Regions from separate parts of the Macaca mulatta genome. Here region 2 is linked to region 1. A link is a contact called in public Hi-C data. All regions are on one chromosome and are shown on one strand. The core of a region is the stretch at or near the end of the contact, and the rest is flanking DNA. Distances in the headings are between cores, read along the strand shown.

The links. A called contact is a pair of places that touch in the nucleus more often than the background predicts.
Region 2: a contact with region 1 is called in a Hi-C map of liver, with 2.5 times the contacts expected there. The contact joins the promoter of TTC9C here to the promoter of SLC3A2 in region 1. A contact is called at or near these places in 2 of 14 Hi-C or Micro-C datasets (fetal cortical plate and liver).

What each region holds. Positions count from the first base shown.
Region 1 is chr14:11,201,149-11,207,992 of T2T-MMU8v2.0, forward strand. It overlaps SLC3A2 (solute carrier family 3 member 2), which reads right to left and starts at 1,909. Exons shown (of 12, transcript XM_077962507.1): 1 at 1,660-1,909. The coding sequence starts at 1,771. LOC718486 (a long non-coding RNA gene) reads left to right here and starts at 1,283. Exons shown (of 10, transcript XR_013403642.1): 1 at 1,283-2,171; 2 at 2,567-2,608; 3 at 2,815-2,898; 4 at 3,095-3,145; 5 at 3,488-3,520; 6 at 3,958-4,004; 7 at 4,200-4,232; 8 at 4,443-4,479; 9 at 4,914-4,975; 10 at 5,350-6,311. It overlaps LOC114672513 (small nucleolar RNA SNORD26), which reads left to right and starts at 2,666; the gene lies at 2,666-2,739. LOC114672512 (small nucleolar RNA SNORD27) reads left to right here and starts at 2,950; the gene lies at 2,950-3,021. It also overlaps LOC114672511, LOC114672519, LOC114672510, LOC114672514, LOC114672515 and LOC114672518, and 1 more gene.
Region 2 is chr14:11,331,088-11,337,314 of T2T-MMU8v2.0, forward strand. TTC9C (tetratricopeptide repeat domain 9C) reads right to left here and starts at 1,685. Exons shown (of 3, transcript NM_001194704.3): 1 at 770-1,685. The coding sequence starts at 1,007. The region is part of intron 1 of TAF6L (TATA-box binding protein associated factor 6 like); the gene reads right to left. HNRNPUL2 (heterogeneous nuclear ribonucleoprotein U like 2) reads left to right here and starts at 2,635. Exons shown (of 14, transcript XM_001116183.5): 1 at 2,635-3,233; 2 at 5,371-5,506; 3 at 5,805-5,881; 4 at 6,070-6,209. The coding sequence starts at 2,696.

The DNA of each region.
Region 1 (6,844 bases), core at 659-3,158:
TGGATTCTTTTGAAAACTATTTGATCACACAGAGACAATACTGTCACAAGGCAACAATCAGCTGGAGCTGTGAAAGGGCTGCCCAGTTCACCAGAGTCCCAACTCAGTTCATTTCACTTACCTACATTACTTAGCTGATTTCTGTATGTGAGTTGGAGACCCCTAACCCAAATCCCCTCTTTTCCACTTCCACTGCCGTTACACTTGCTAGTATTGAATCCTCTTGCCTAAACTACTATGGCAATCTAATTAATGACCTTGTCTCCATCTTATCCCCCAATGTCTTATCACTTTCCTACTTAAAAACTCTCCCTGGTTTTTTTTTTCTATCTATGATTCAAGTGATTTAGCTTTGCTCTCAAGGTCCTGCTTATGTGGCTTTCCCCAGGAAATACATTCCAGTTTTATATTCTAATACTCCCCTTTTGCCCATCTTTCATGAATTGTAGCCACACACTTCTTTCTTTTTCTTGCACCAAGCTTGTGCTCCAGTTGTTTCTTTAACTGGAATTCCCCTCCGGAGTCTTTCAACCCTTTCAGGCCCAGACACTCTATAAAGCATTTCCCAACTGCCATTCCCACTCACAACCTCCCCAGCCTTGTCTGTCTACTCTGGGCCATCTTGATTTTCCATAGTTTATCTGTCCCACTTTTTTTTTTTTTTTTGAGACAGGGTCTCACTCAGTCATCCAGGCTGGAGTGCAGTGCAGTGGCTTGATCACAACTCACTTACAGCCTCAAATTTCTGGGCTCAAGCAATCCTCCCACCTCAGCTTCCCAAGTAGCTGAGGCTACAGGCATGCACCACCGCTCCTGGCTAATTTTTTCTATTTTTCTGTAGAGATGGGTATCGGTTTCTCACTATGTTGCTTAGGCTGGTCTTGAACTCTTGGGTTCAAGAGATCCTCCCACCTTGGCCTCCCAAAATGCTGAGCCAGGCCGGGTGTGGTGGCCTACGCCTGTAATCCCAGCACTTTGGGAGGCTGAGGCAGGAGGTCACCAGGTCAGCAGTTCGAGACCAGCCTGGCCAACGTGATGAAACCCCATCTCTCCTAAAAATACAAAAATTAGCGTGGCTTGATGATTGCGGGAGCCTGTAATCCCAGCTACTCAGGAGGCTGAGGAAGGAGAATCGCTTGAACCTGGGAGGCAGAGGTTGCAGTGAACCGACATCCCGCCACTGCACTCTGGGCGACAGAGCAGAACTCTGTCTCGGAAAAAAAAAAATGTTTATAAAGTGTGCTTGTACACGTAGATGTTTACCACGAACGACTGAACTAATGCTGTCCGGTCTCAGTAAAACAGTCTATAGCTGACTGCAACCATAGTGATCGGGCAGGAGTTGCAGCAGGCAGCACCGCGGGAGCCCTTTAAGGTTCCCCATCAATAAAGGGGGCTGTCATCCTACCTAGCTCTTGGGATTTTGATGGATTAATCGATTAATACAGTGTGCTTAAGACGGTGCTCCACAAATGTTAGCTAATGCTGGCCCGTAGTAGTCCAAGATCTAAAGAAAACGCACCAGAAGGCAGGACATAGGGGACCAGTTAGAAAAAAATCAGATCCTGTCTTCAGTGGAGCACTTACGCCCTGACTTACTTTACCGAAATGGCTCCCCCAAAGGGGACCTCCTCCCGAGTTTAGCTCGGGATCCAGTACCTGAGTCATCCCCCGCGCTGAGACCCTGGACACCAGCCTCCGAATGTGAGCCCGGCAGCTGGCGGGGAATCGAAACGACGGCGGTCGAGGCTTCAGGAGGCTGTAGCTCCATGGAGGCGGATCCTGCACACAGGTTTCGGGTGTGTGGGGGGAAGGGGGAGCTCAGAACAGGGTTAGCGGGTAAGCAGTCGTGACCGTCAGTCCAGGATCCGCGTGAGGCAGTGATCTCACCGCTCCTGCCACATGCACTGGGTGAGAAAACTAAGCCGCAATGCGGTCGGTGAGGTTCCGTAGGACGCATGCGCGCCCTTTTCGCGCCGCAAGTTCAGGTAGCGCTTTGTCCACGCCCTCCTTCCCTGGAACTCTCTACCCACAACTCCCCGGGGTCGCATGCGGTCAACGTATGCGCGTGCGCTCGCCATAGCACCGCCCCCAAATCCCGTGGGCCTCTGCGGGATGGTATTTAATCGTCTCTCCGTGCCAATTTCGGTCTCATTGTTCTACTGCCGCTGGTAAGTGATTTCGTAAGATTTGTAGCTGTCAGTGTTTTGTGCTTTGTCCGTTTCTTTTATTTTGAACGATTGTGCGGACATCGCATAGCACGCGCTATGCCTTCTGTGTTGTAGCTGTCTAGCCAGGGTGACTGGCGGGTGAGGTCTTGTGGGTGGCCTCGAGACTTAAATTAAGTAGCAGCGGGGCTTTGTGAAGGACAAGATGGCGATGGCGGGCCGTGCGGGTCCCCTCCCTATGATGAGGACCTTTTCACAGACCTGTACTGAGCTCCGTGAGGATAAGTGACTCTGAGGAGATGGGCCCTGCAAGCCTCCTACTTAGCCGTCGGCTCAGAAGATAGCGTTTTCGAAATGCCCTGTGTTGACCTAATGTCTTCTTGGACTCTTGTCTGCAGGGTTTACGCGCACGTTGGAATCGAAGAGAGCTCTATGTTACAGTAAGTTCTTATGGCCATTTCTTAACCTCTGCTCTTTCGTTGAGTGTGTAGAAGTTGCTACGGGGATGATTTTACAAACTGAACTCTCTCTTTCTGATGGATTAGTGGAGAAAACAAAAATTCTGAGTAGCACTGTACTGTACGCAATAAATGTCAGGGACTTATTGATTTGTCTGAGGTGTTAGTGAAGGCTGTTATTTTTTCAGATGTTTAGCCCACAAAAGCTCACTGGTGAAGGAATGGGACAAGACCCATCTTTCTGCAAAGCCAGCGTTACAGTAATGTTCCAGGTAGGTGTACATGCTTTTATGCTCTTACAGAGGAGACCTTGCTAGATAACCACTCCGTGATGAACACAAAATGACAAGCATATGGCTGAACTTATAAGTGATGTCATCTTACTACTGAGAAGTGACAGCGAGGTCTTCGGGGGTCTTTGAATGACTATTTTTAGGTACATAAAATGCCTTCCTCTGTTGTCTACAGCATCTCATAATCTATCCTGAGGAATTCAGCTGCCTCCCAGGGTGAATACAGGTAATTATTCAAATTGGTGTATGTCATCTCTGTAAATGTTCACAAGAGAACAAGTGGCCGGCGGAAGCAATTTTGTTTTTTGGCGCCTTCCATCTTGTTCCTCTTGAGATAATTTTCTGGGAAGCGAGATCGCAACCCGGTACTACAGTTCTTGTAAAGGTGCGCTGTTATCCTCATCCATATATCGATCACTTTACTGTCAGATGATTTGAATTGATAAGCTGATGTTCTGTGAGGTACAAAAATTAATAGCATGTTAGAGTTCTGATGGCAGTTGTTGATTTTGAATAAGTTTCATTCCATCCTAATACCTTAAAATAACTAATTTGCTTTGCTTTCCAGGTATTCCTCATGACAATCTGCCTCTATCTTACAGTACGTTGCTTTTTTAATTCTATGGGCCTATTATCTAATTGATAACTTAGCCATCTTGATGTTTGTTACCAAAGCCTGCTTAAACCATAAAGTTTTCTGGTTCCTCTTGTTCTCTGTAGTGATGTTTCCAGACCTCCCCTTTTTTCTCTCAGATAGATGCCCACTGATCTGCCCAGGGTCAGACTAGTGCTTGTCAGTTGTAGGTTTCCACGGTTCAGCTCCAATGAGGAGGAAACATCCTGCCTCAGCCCTGTTCTAGCCTGGGAACCAGTAATTGTGAACCCACCAGGATTAACTGAAAAAGGGCATGAGAGCTTATTCCATAAGCTGTCTGAGGCATTTGGTTACCTTTTCTTAGCTTGTCCACTAGCAACCGTAACTAAAATAGTTTTGGCTGTTTGGGATAATTAGCTAATTGATTGATTTTTTTGATTCAGGAGCAGCTTGTTGCCATATACTATTGAAAAACCTTCAGAGCTGAGAGGTTAGTTGATTTTTTTTTTTTTTTTTTTGCTCCTTACCGCTTATGCCACCAAGTAGACAGTTTCTATGATGAATCAAACTAGCTCACTATGACTGACAGTGAAAATACATGAACACCTGAGAAATTGGAGAATGCAGGGAGTGGGGGGTAACCATGTCTGAGGAATCTTTCACCCACAGTTTTGTTTTTCTCTAGGTGTTATTAACCAATAACCTCTTTGGCTCTAAGGTGAGTAATTTCACTGTATTCAATGCATCCAGCATATAGAGTAGAAAAAACTGCCTTTTTAGGCCTGTATATATGATGACTTACATGGAATCTCGTTCGGCTGATGACTTGCTGTTGAGACTCTGAAATCTGATTTTCTAAGAATGATGCGTGGGAACAACTTAATGCAGGATAGGAGAAGCACTACTGACTTGGTCTTCCTCCTTTCAGGGCCAGCACCTTCTCTCTAGCACTCGAGGAGTTTGAGGTAAGTGGCTTTGCAATAGCTGCCATCAATGGCTGCTATATACAATTTTCTGTGATTTTTGTGTGTGATAGCACTGTGGTCTGGGTGGATGTGTACAGATAGAACTGGCTTAACCCAAATCTTTGATCTCCTGGACCACCAAGTGATGATCACCTGCTCACCAGTGATGAGTTGAATACCGCCCCAGTCTGATCAATGTGACTGAAAGGTATTTTCTGAGCTGTGAGCCTGCCTTCCAGTGACAACTTCTAAAAATTACAAGTTATTTGAGGAGGCATTACAGCCAATAGGAAGTTCTTGGGCTAAGTAGTGTTTCCTCTAAAATGTGCCCTGAAACTTCTGTCTGCCAAGCAACAGATATAGTTGAGAGATTGTAAAATGTACTGTAGAATGAAAGTCTCTCAAGACTACATGATTTTTTCTTGATTTTGCAGGAAAACTAGGTGTTACTGTTGACTCCAGACTGCAGTTACAGGTGAGTAAACCGAAATGTAAGGTGGACTGTGCTAAAAATTCCCAATGAAGAAACTTTCACACGTCTTACTCTCTGTCCTAGTCCCAGAGCCTGTAAAGGTGAACCCACTGGGACTGGCTGGGGGAAAAGAGGAAGATTTGTTCCAGAAGGAACTGTCTGAGGGATGACAAATATTTCTATACAAAGAAAGGGAGTAATCAGCACTTGTTGAAAACATTGATTTTAATTTTTCCAGGTCTGAGTAAAGAACAAGGTGCATAAGAAATGGTAGGTATCTGTTTAAATATTTAACTGGTTTTATAATAGCAACCTTTTACTCTTAGGTTACATAGTGTTAACTATTGTGTACATTCATATTTTCCAATCCAATAAGAACTTTTGTTTTTCCTCTGCAGGAATCTGTCTTGGAGGACATCAGAAGGTGAATTTTCCAAGTCCTTGGATAACCTAGCTGTTGAAGTTACCACAGCATAATTTTAGTCGTCTTAATGGCGTGGCTGCTTTTTTTTTTTCAAAGCTTTACTGTGAATCATGCCTTTGGGTGGGTCTACCTGGGCACAAGGAAGTGACCCCTTGAGAGTTTGCTATTTTTAACTGGGTTTTACCCAGCTTGCTTAGGCAGTCTGTCTAATGCTGCATTTCCTACTCCAAGGCAGCATTCAAGGAGCCTAATTTATCAGCACACTTTAGGGACTTTTTCCCTAGATGTACCTCACTGAAGGAATTTTAAATGAAAAGCTTGCTGGGTTTAGGGGGTCTTTTAGATGTACCTTAAAATGTTAGCAGACACAGATTAAGACACTGGGAGCCAATGAAACAGTTGAGGGTTTGCTGTGTGTTAATGTTTCTGTATTTTATCACCCCCTTCCTGCAACATTATTTCTGTGGAATCTACCTGCCCTTTTGTTTTTTAGATACAAGGGCTTGGTTTTACTACCAAGGCTGCGCTCAAGGCCCCGGCTTTAAGAGATCCTCCCACCACAGATTTCCAAAGTGCTGGGATTGTAGGTGTGATTCTTGGCACCCAGACTTTGCTGCCTTTCTTACATGATCCAAGCCCAGAACCAAAACTCAGGCACTGCATAGATGGCCAGTTTGGCAAACTACTGACCTAGCTTGTTGCCAATTGTTGATTGAGCTTCCCATAACTCCATTTCTGTTCCTCTGTATAGAGCCACCTTCTATTCCCATCATGAGCCTTTAGGTCTCCATTTGCATGTTGCAAATACTGTGTGCCATGTAGGTAGCTCATTCAGGGCATTGCTCTAAACTACAAAAAAAGGTTCCCTTGAGGAGTGGCTGTCAATTTGTGTTGCTGTATTGGTTGTTGATGAAAATAATAAAATGATTGATTACATAGTCCTGTTTGTATGTGCCTCCTTAGCACCAGTGTGTAAATTTCCATGGGAAACTGGCTTCCTCTCATGTTCCCTCAAGTCCCTGGAACTGGGGTCTTGACAGGGTCTGCCTGCTAGGCAGTATGTTAAATGACTAACCTGATCTGAGCAGAGCATCCATCTTGGTGTGTACAATACCATTACATTGGAGCTTTTTTTAAAGTTTCCCTCTTGCCTAGTCCTAGGGTGCAGTGACAGGATCACAAGCTCACTACAAATTCAAGCTTTTGGGCTCAAGCAAACCTTCACTTTAACCAGCAGGTGGAGTCTTGTTCTTGTCACCCAGGCTGGAATGTGGTGGCATGATCTCAGATCACTGCAACTTCCACCACCTAGGTTCAAGCCATTCTCCCTGCCTCAGCCTCCTGCGTAGCTGGGACTACAGGCGTGTGCCACCACACCCAGCTAATTTTTAGTAATTTTAGTAGAGATGGGGCTTCATCGTGTTAACCAGGATGTTCTCGATCTCCTGACCTCAGGATCCTCCCACCTC
Region 2 (6,227 bases), core at 435-2,934, 130 kb after region 1:
CAGAAGGCTGTTAGAAATGCAAACTGGGGCTGGGTACGGTGGCTCACGCATGTAAACCCAGCACTTTGGGAGGTGGAAGCGCGTGGATTACCTGAGGTCAGGAGTTCAAGACCAGCCTGATTAATATTATGAAACCCCATCTCTACTAAAAATACAAAAATTAGGTGTGGTGGCGCATGCCTGTAATCCCAGCTACTCGGGAAGCTGAGGCAGGAGAATCGCTTGAACCCGGGAGGCAGAGGTTTCGGTGAGCCGAAATCACGCCATTGCACTCCAGCCTGGGCAACAAGAGCGAAAATCCGTCTCAAAAAAAAAAAAAAAAAAAAAATAGCTGGGTGTGGTGGCGGGCGCCTGTAGTCCCAGCTACTCGGGAGGCTGAGGCAGGAGAATTGCTTGAACCCGGGAGGCGGAGGCTGCAGTGAGCCCAGATCGTGCCAGTGCACTCCAGCCTGGGCGACCGAGCGAGACTCCATTCCAAAAAAAAAAAGAAAGAAAGAAATGCAAACTGGTAGGCCCCACGTCAGACCCATCGAACCTCTGGGGATGGGGCCTAGGAAGTTGTGTTTTAACAAACTCTCCAGGTGAAGTCGGAGAAGCCCTGCTCTATGGCAACTTAATTAGAGCCCCACAGATTGGCAGATTATTTTAACTCATGGCAGAATAAATGGATGACAGTTTAAAAAAAGTCAGCGGTTTTTTTTCCCCAATGTTCACAGATGTTCATGTTCCTGTCTTAATGCTCTCTAGCCCCCTTTAGCCCCGTTCTTACCAGCTAGATTGTTGTAGCAGTCAGTCTGGGTGGTATGCAGTATGTTTTCTTGTTCAGGCGTGAGGGCCGGGCCCTGAGGTCCGAGATTAGGTAATGGAGAGGGCAGACTCGGATCCAGACCCCGCAGCTGAAGCAGAGCTCGATGGTACCTACTCACAGCATCTCGGTACTTCCCTTCCCGGTAGCGCTGGTTCCCTTCCTCCTTGTACAGCTGAGCCTCCTGCAGACGCTTCTCCATAACTGTCGCCCAGGGTTCTTGGGAAATTGCTAAGTGAAGGAGCAATTGAAGCTCTAGGGTTGGGAACAAAATAATTGACTGTAGTAGCCAATTCAAGAAGGCAGGAAATTACTCTTCTTCCTGGAGGGTCCCCCAACAGGGACCTGCGGTTTGCTTGTTTCTACTCACAGCCCCACCTCTCCTTTCTGCAGTCTTTTTCTCCAGAAGTGCAGGCAAGTAGTTAGGAAGGGGATGTGGGAATAATGAAGCCAAACATTAAGGGACTTCCTAAAAAGACGATGGGGGCGGGGGAGACGATGGGAGACTTTCCGAAAAACTCAAGCGACGCCCTACTCAGAAATTGTTACGGGCGTGAGAACGCCGGGCACACTGGCTTCCGCCTTTCTTTCGGACCCGCCCCCCGACCTGGAAGTAGAAGGGAGTGGGTGGGACTAGTGCTAAAAGTCCGGAGGCTTGAAGCAATTCCAACTCTTCTTTATTCAGCAATCATTTATCTGTTGACGTCAGTAATATAAACTGGGAAACCGAGATGAACCACCACCAAGGGAGACTGAGGTGTCCACATAAGCGTCACAGCTGCAAGCCCACCCAGCGCCGCGACCAGTTCCTCGCCCTCAGCAGATGCCCAAGCCTGGAACTCTCCCAGGCTTCGGTTTACCGGCGGGAGCACGTCAGAAATGCGGACAGTGCGGTATCTTAAAGGGTGGCGAGCATTGCGCCACATCGCCCAATCAGAAGAGGCTCCGGAAAAATAATCCCGCAGAAACGACCCCGCCTCCTCAACGAACCAAACGGGGCGGGGGGGGAAAAAAAAAATCCCCTGGCAGCTTCGCCAATTGGAAAAATCCGGACGATCATGGATGACCAATCGGAACGGCAAATGACGATTCAAGTTGTCCAATAAGAGAAAAAGGGCGGGGTCAAGGCCTCAGTTGCTGGGTAGAAGTTGAGGCGTTGCGAAAAAAGGAGGGCCCGTGATTACTGTATTTCTTGGTTCTGGGGAGTCCTTTTGCTTCCTAGCCAGAAACACAATTGCTAGTAGGCTTACATGTTGCAACACATTCTCTTTTGACTTTTTGTCGTTACTGCTGCAAGCACAGACAGTAGGAAAAAGAGGCTAGCGACCCCTAAGACGCCTCAGCAATTGGAAGTGAGACGGAAGTAACAGTAGTGGGAGGGGCAATGGCATCAGGGAGCTCCGCGCGGCTGCGCAGAACCCCCCAGCTGGAAGTACAGAAAGACCGGCGCGCACACGCTTCCGTGCTACGAGGCACTTGAGCCGCAGCCAGCCTTGCCCGTCTTGGACTCCACTGCGGCTGCGCGGTAAAAGCACCGGCGGCGATTGGCCCGGGGACGCCAGGGGGCGGGAGGAAGTGGGAGGAACTCCGTCGTCCTCCGCGCGCGCCTGCCCGCGGCTGGGGAACCGAAGGCCTGGAGGGGAAACAGCTCCCCGCGGCGTTGTTTTGGGCTCCGTGAGCCGAAAGGGGGAGGGGAGAGGAAGCAGAAGCAAACACTGCGCAGTGGGACCGTGCGCGGCCTCCGCTCCTGCGTGCGTGCGCTCGCTCGCGCGGGCTTAGTGCTGGCGCGTGAGGCGGAGGCGGGCGGCGGCGGCGGCGCCTGCGCGGTCGGACTCGGTCGACGGTTCGCAGGGGAGGAGGCGGCGGGAGGCGGAGGAGGCGGCGGCGGCGATGGAGGTGAAGCGGCTGAAAGTGACCGAGCTGCGGTCAGAGCTGCAGCGGCGGGGCCTGGACTCGCGCGGCCTCAAAGTGGATCTGGCGCAGCGGCTGCAGGAGGCGCTGGACGCCGAGATGCTCGAGGACGAGGCCGGCGGCGGCGGGGCCGGGCCCGGCGGGGCCTGCAAGGCGGAGCCTCGGCCTGTGGCCGCGTCGGGCGGCGGCCCGGGCGGGGAGGAGGAGGAGGACGAAGAGGAGGAGGAGGAGGACGAGGAGGCGCTGCTTGAGGACGAGGACGAGGAGCCACCCCCTACTCAGGCCTTGGCTCAGGCCGCGCAGCCGCCGCCGGAGCCCCCGGAGGCGGCAGCCATGGAGGCCGCAGCCGAGCCAGATGCTTCCGAGAAGCCGGTGGAAACCACGGTCGGGTCAGGCGGGGTAAATGGTGGCGAAGAGCAGGGCCCCGGTAAGGGGGAGGAAGACGAACCCGAGGAACGGAGCGGGGACGAGACGCCGGGATCCGAGGTGCCGGGTGACAAGGCCGCCGAGGAACAGGGTGAGGAGCTGGCAGCCGAGCCCGGCTCCAACCTGCCGGCTGCTCCCCTGATCTAGCACCCCGCCCTGCACCGCGGGGTCCGAGTCCTTGCTTTCGCTTGCCTCAAAGTGCCATCTGATGGAATGCCTTTCATTCTCTACCCACCTTTCTGAGGGGTTAGGCCGCCTCTCGTGGTCCTACTCTTTGCAGGAGGAAGGTTCCTGCCTAACTTGGTTCCTTGGTGATAGTGGATGGCAGTGAGTGATTTTTGTATGCGAACTGCTTGTGAGCTACCTGTGGAACAGTCTCCCACGGTGCTTGTTATATTTTTCTTAGTTGAGAACGTGCTAAGCAATTGGGGATTACACGGAGAACTAGGCCCACGGTTAGAGGGTCAGGCCTTTGGGCTACCTGTTAACTTTTTCACCGTAAAAATGTTAAGCGAAAATCGAAGTCCGTCAAAGTCCGCTCAGTTAAAAGCATGTTACCAGAGCTTGAGCCAGAGAATCTGAAAATCCAACTTTGCTCTTCTTTGAGCTGTAGGGGAGAGCTTCTAGTGTAACACTGTCGAGTTTAATAGTTAACCAGTGAAGAGAAAACGTTAATCATGTGCATTTAGAGTTAGTTAACGTTACTTGGCTAGGGTTTTTATCTTGCTTGGATTATGATTACATTTTAATTCTCCCACTGAGTCCGTGGATGGGCATGTTTGTAGATTTGCTGAATACCTGGTGCTAGCCTTTTACATTTCAGGTCCCTCGTTTCCTGACTGGTAATGATTGAGGTGCTGGTGGGTCCGTTGAGTAAGCTTGTGGAAGAGTGTGTTGTAGAATTGCCCCAGGGAGTTAGTGACCTTTCTCCTTTCTTTTGAAGTGATTGGATGATTACAACTGATCCATAACACTATGTCAGAGTAGGGAGGATAAGTCTTACTATAAGGTGGGTGGCCTTAGTTCTTTTGTTAGTCATTTTTTTAGGCCACTAACCGAGAGTCTGAACCCATTGTACAACAATCGCATGCAACTTGCAGATTGTTTGTCCTGTGTCCTGGAACAAAAATCCCATTACATAACCTTTGACTTATGTGTATCCTAAAGAGAAGATAAAAATATTGAAGGATAGGCTGGGTGTGGTGGCTCACGCCTGTAATCCCATCACTTTGGGAGGCCAGGCGGGTGGATCACCTGAGGTCAGGAGTTCGAGACCAGGCTGGCTAACATGGTGAAACCCTGTCTCTAGTAAAAATACAAAAAATTAGCCGGTCGTGATGGCGGGTGCCTGTAATCCCAACTTCTTGGGAGACTGAGGCGGGAGAATGGCTTGAACCCGGGAGGCAGAGGTTGCAGTGAGCCGAGATCACAAGACTGCACTCCAGCCTGGGCACGACAGAACAAGACTCCATCTCAAAAATATATATATTGAAGGATAAAAGATTTTTAAAGAAATCATTATTAAAAACCTTAGCGTTGCAAAATGCAAAAGCCTAGGGAAAAATTCCAGGGTTTTTCCCCTTGTAGAGAATGTTGCTAAATGTACACCACCACCTTTCTGCCCCAAATTATGTGCAGTATAGATGAGGTATTATTTATGGATCTTTTATGACTTAGTGGTTTGCTCTTACAACTTTCAGTAGAAGTCCGTGGTAAAAATACAACTATGTTTAATGCACTTGAGTCCATTTGGCTGTGCATTTCAAAACAGGAAAGGGAAAAGAAAAATTGAGGCTTCTCTGTATCATGAAGTTGTGGAAAAGTGTTAAAAATACGTATTAACTCCCTACCTTAAATCTAGATCTGACAAGAGTCAAATTAACCTTTGAAGTTTTTTTAGAGACCTAGGGGATATTTTTTATGTCATATTGTTGGGGAAATCTGCAAGTTTGACCTGATTTAAGTGGATAAATTTAGAATGCAAAAATTGTCCAATTTTTATCTACTGCTTGACTGTAATTAGCCCATGTCCCTTTTTTAAAAAATAAAATCACAGCCAATGACAGAAAGATGATCTTTAGAAATAAAATGTTTTGTGAATGTAGTGGGAATAACCTAGTTGTTTTGATCAGACAGATTCTCAGATTCCCTGTTAGTGTCTATTAGTTCTGAGCTTATTCTACACTCCAGTATGAAAACTGCTGATTTTCTTTCCCTCGTTTTTGTAGGAGATGACCAAGATAGTGAAAAGTCAAAACCAGCAGGCTCAGATGGTGAGCGGCGGGGGGTAAAGAGACAGCGGGATGAGAAGGATGAACATGGCCGAGCTTACTATGAATTCCGAGAGGAGGCTTACCACAGCCGGTGAGGGAAACAGTCCCTTTCCTTGAAGGGAGTGTCTGCTCTGATTTTGGTATACCTGGTATTGACTGGAGAGACTGGAAGGAGGGTGGATTCAAAATGGAATAGGTTTTTATAGGCATGAGTTTTAGATTGCATCTACCATGGAAACTCCTATTGCCCTTTCTCATTTATTGAAAAAAGCTGTCTGCTGGGATTTGATATTCACTGATAGTTTAAAATGGACATAATGTCATACACACACCTCTCAAAGAAGAGGACTTTGTTTACATTGTGTTTCTTTTCTATCTTACATATATAGCTCAAAGTCTCCACTGCCTCCTGAAGAAGAGGCAAAAGATGAGGAGGAGGATCAAACTCTTGTGAACCTGGACACGTGTATGTATAAGGCAGACAGATTGTGGTTTTTAACTAATCTCCTAAAAGTGATTTTGGAGATTAAAACTTCATAGCCTATAAATTCTATGAGACTTTGTATCCACTTCAACAACTGGCTACACTTGTGCTCTGTTGGTAGCTTACAAGTATTGGACATTGGAGTAAACTGATTGCTTCTTTCTTTACAGATACCTCGGATCTGCATTTTCAAGTGAGCAAAGACCGCTATGGAGGGCAGCCCCTTTTCTCAGAGAAGTTCCCCACCCTTTGGTCTGGGGCAAGGAGTACTTACGGAGTGACAAAGGGAAAAGTCTGCTTTGAGGCAAAGGTAGCTCATTAAGACCAT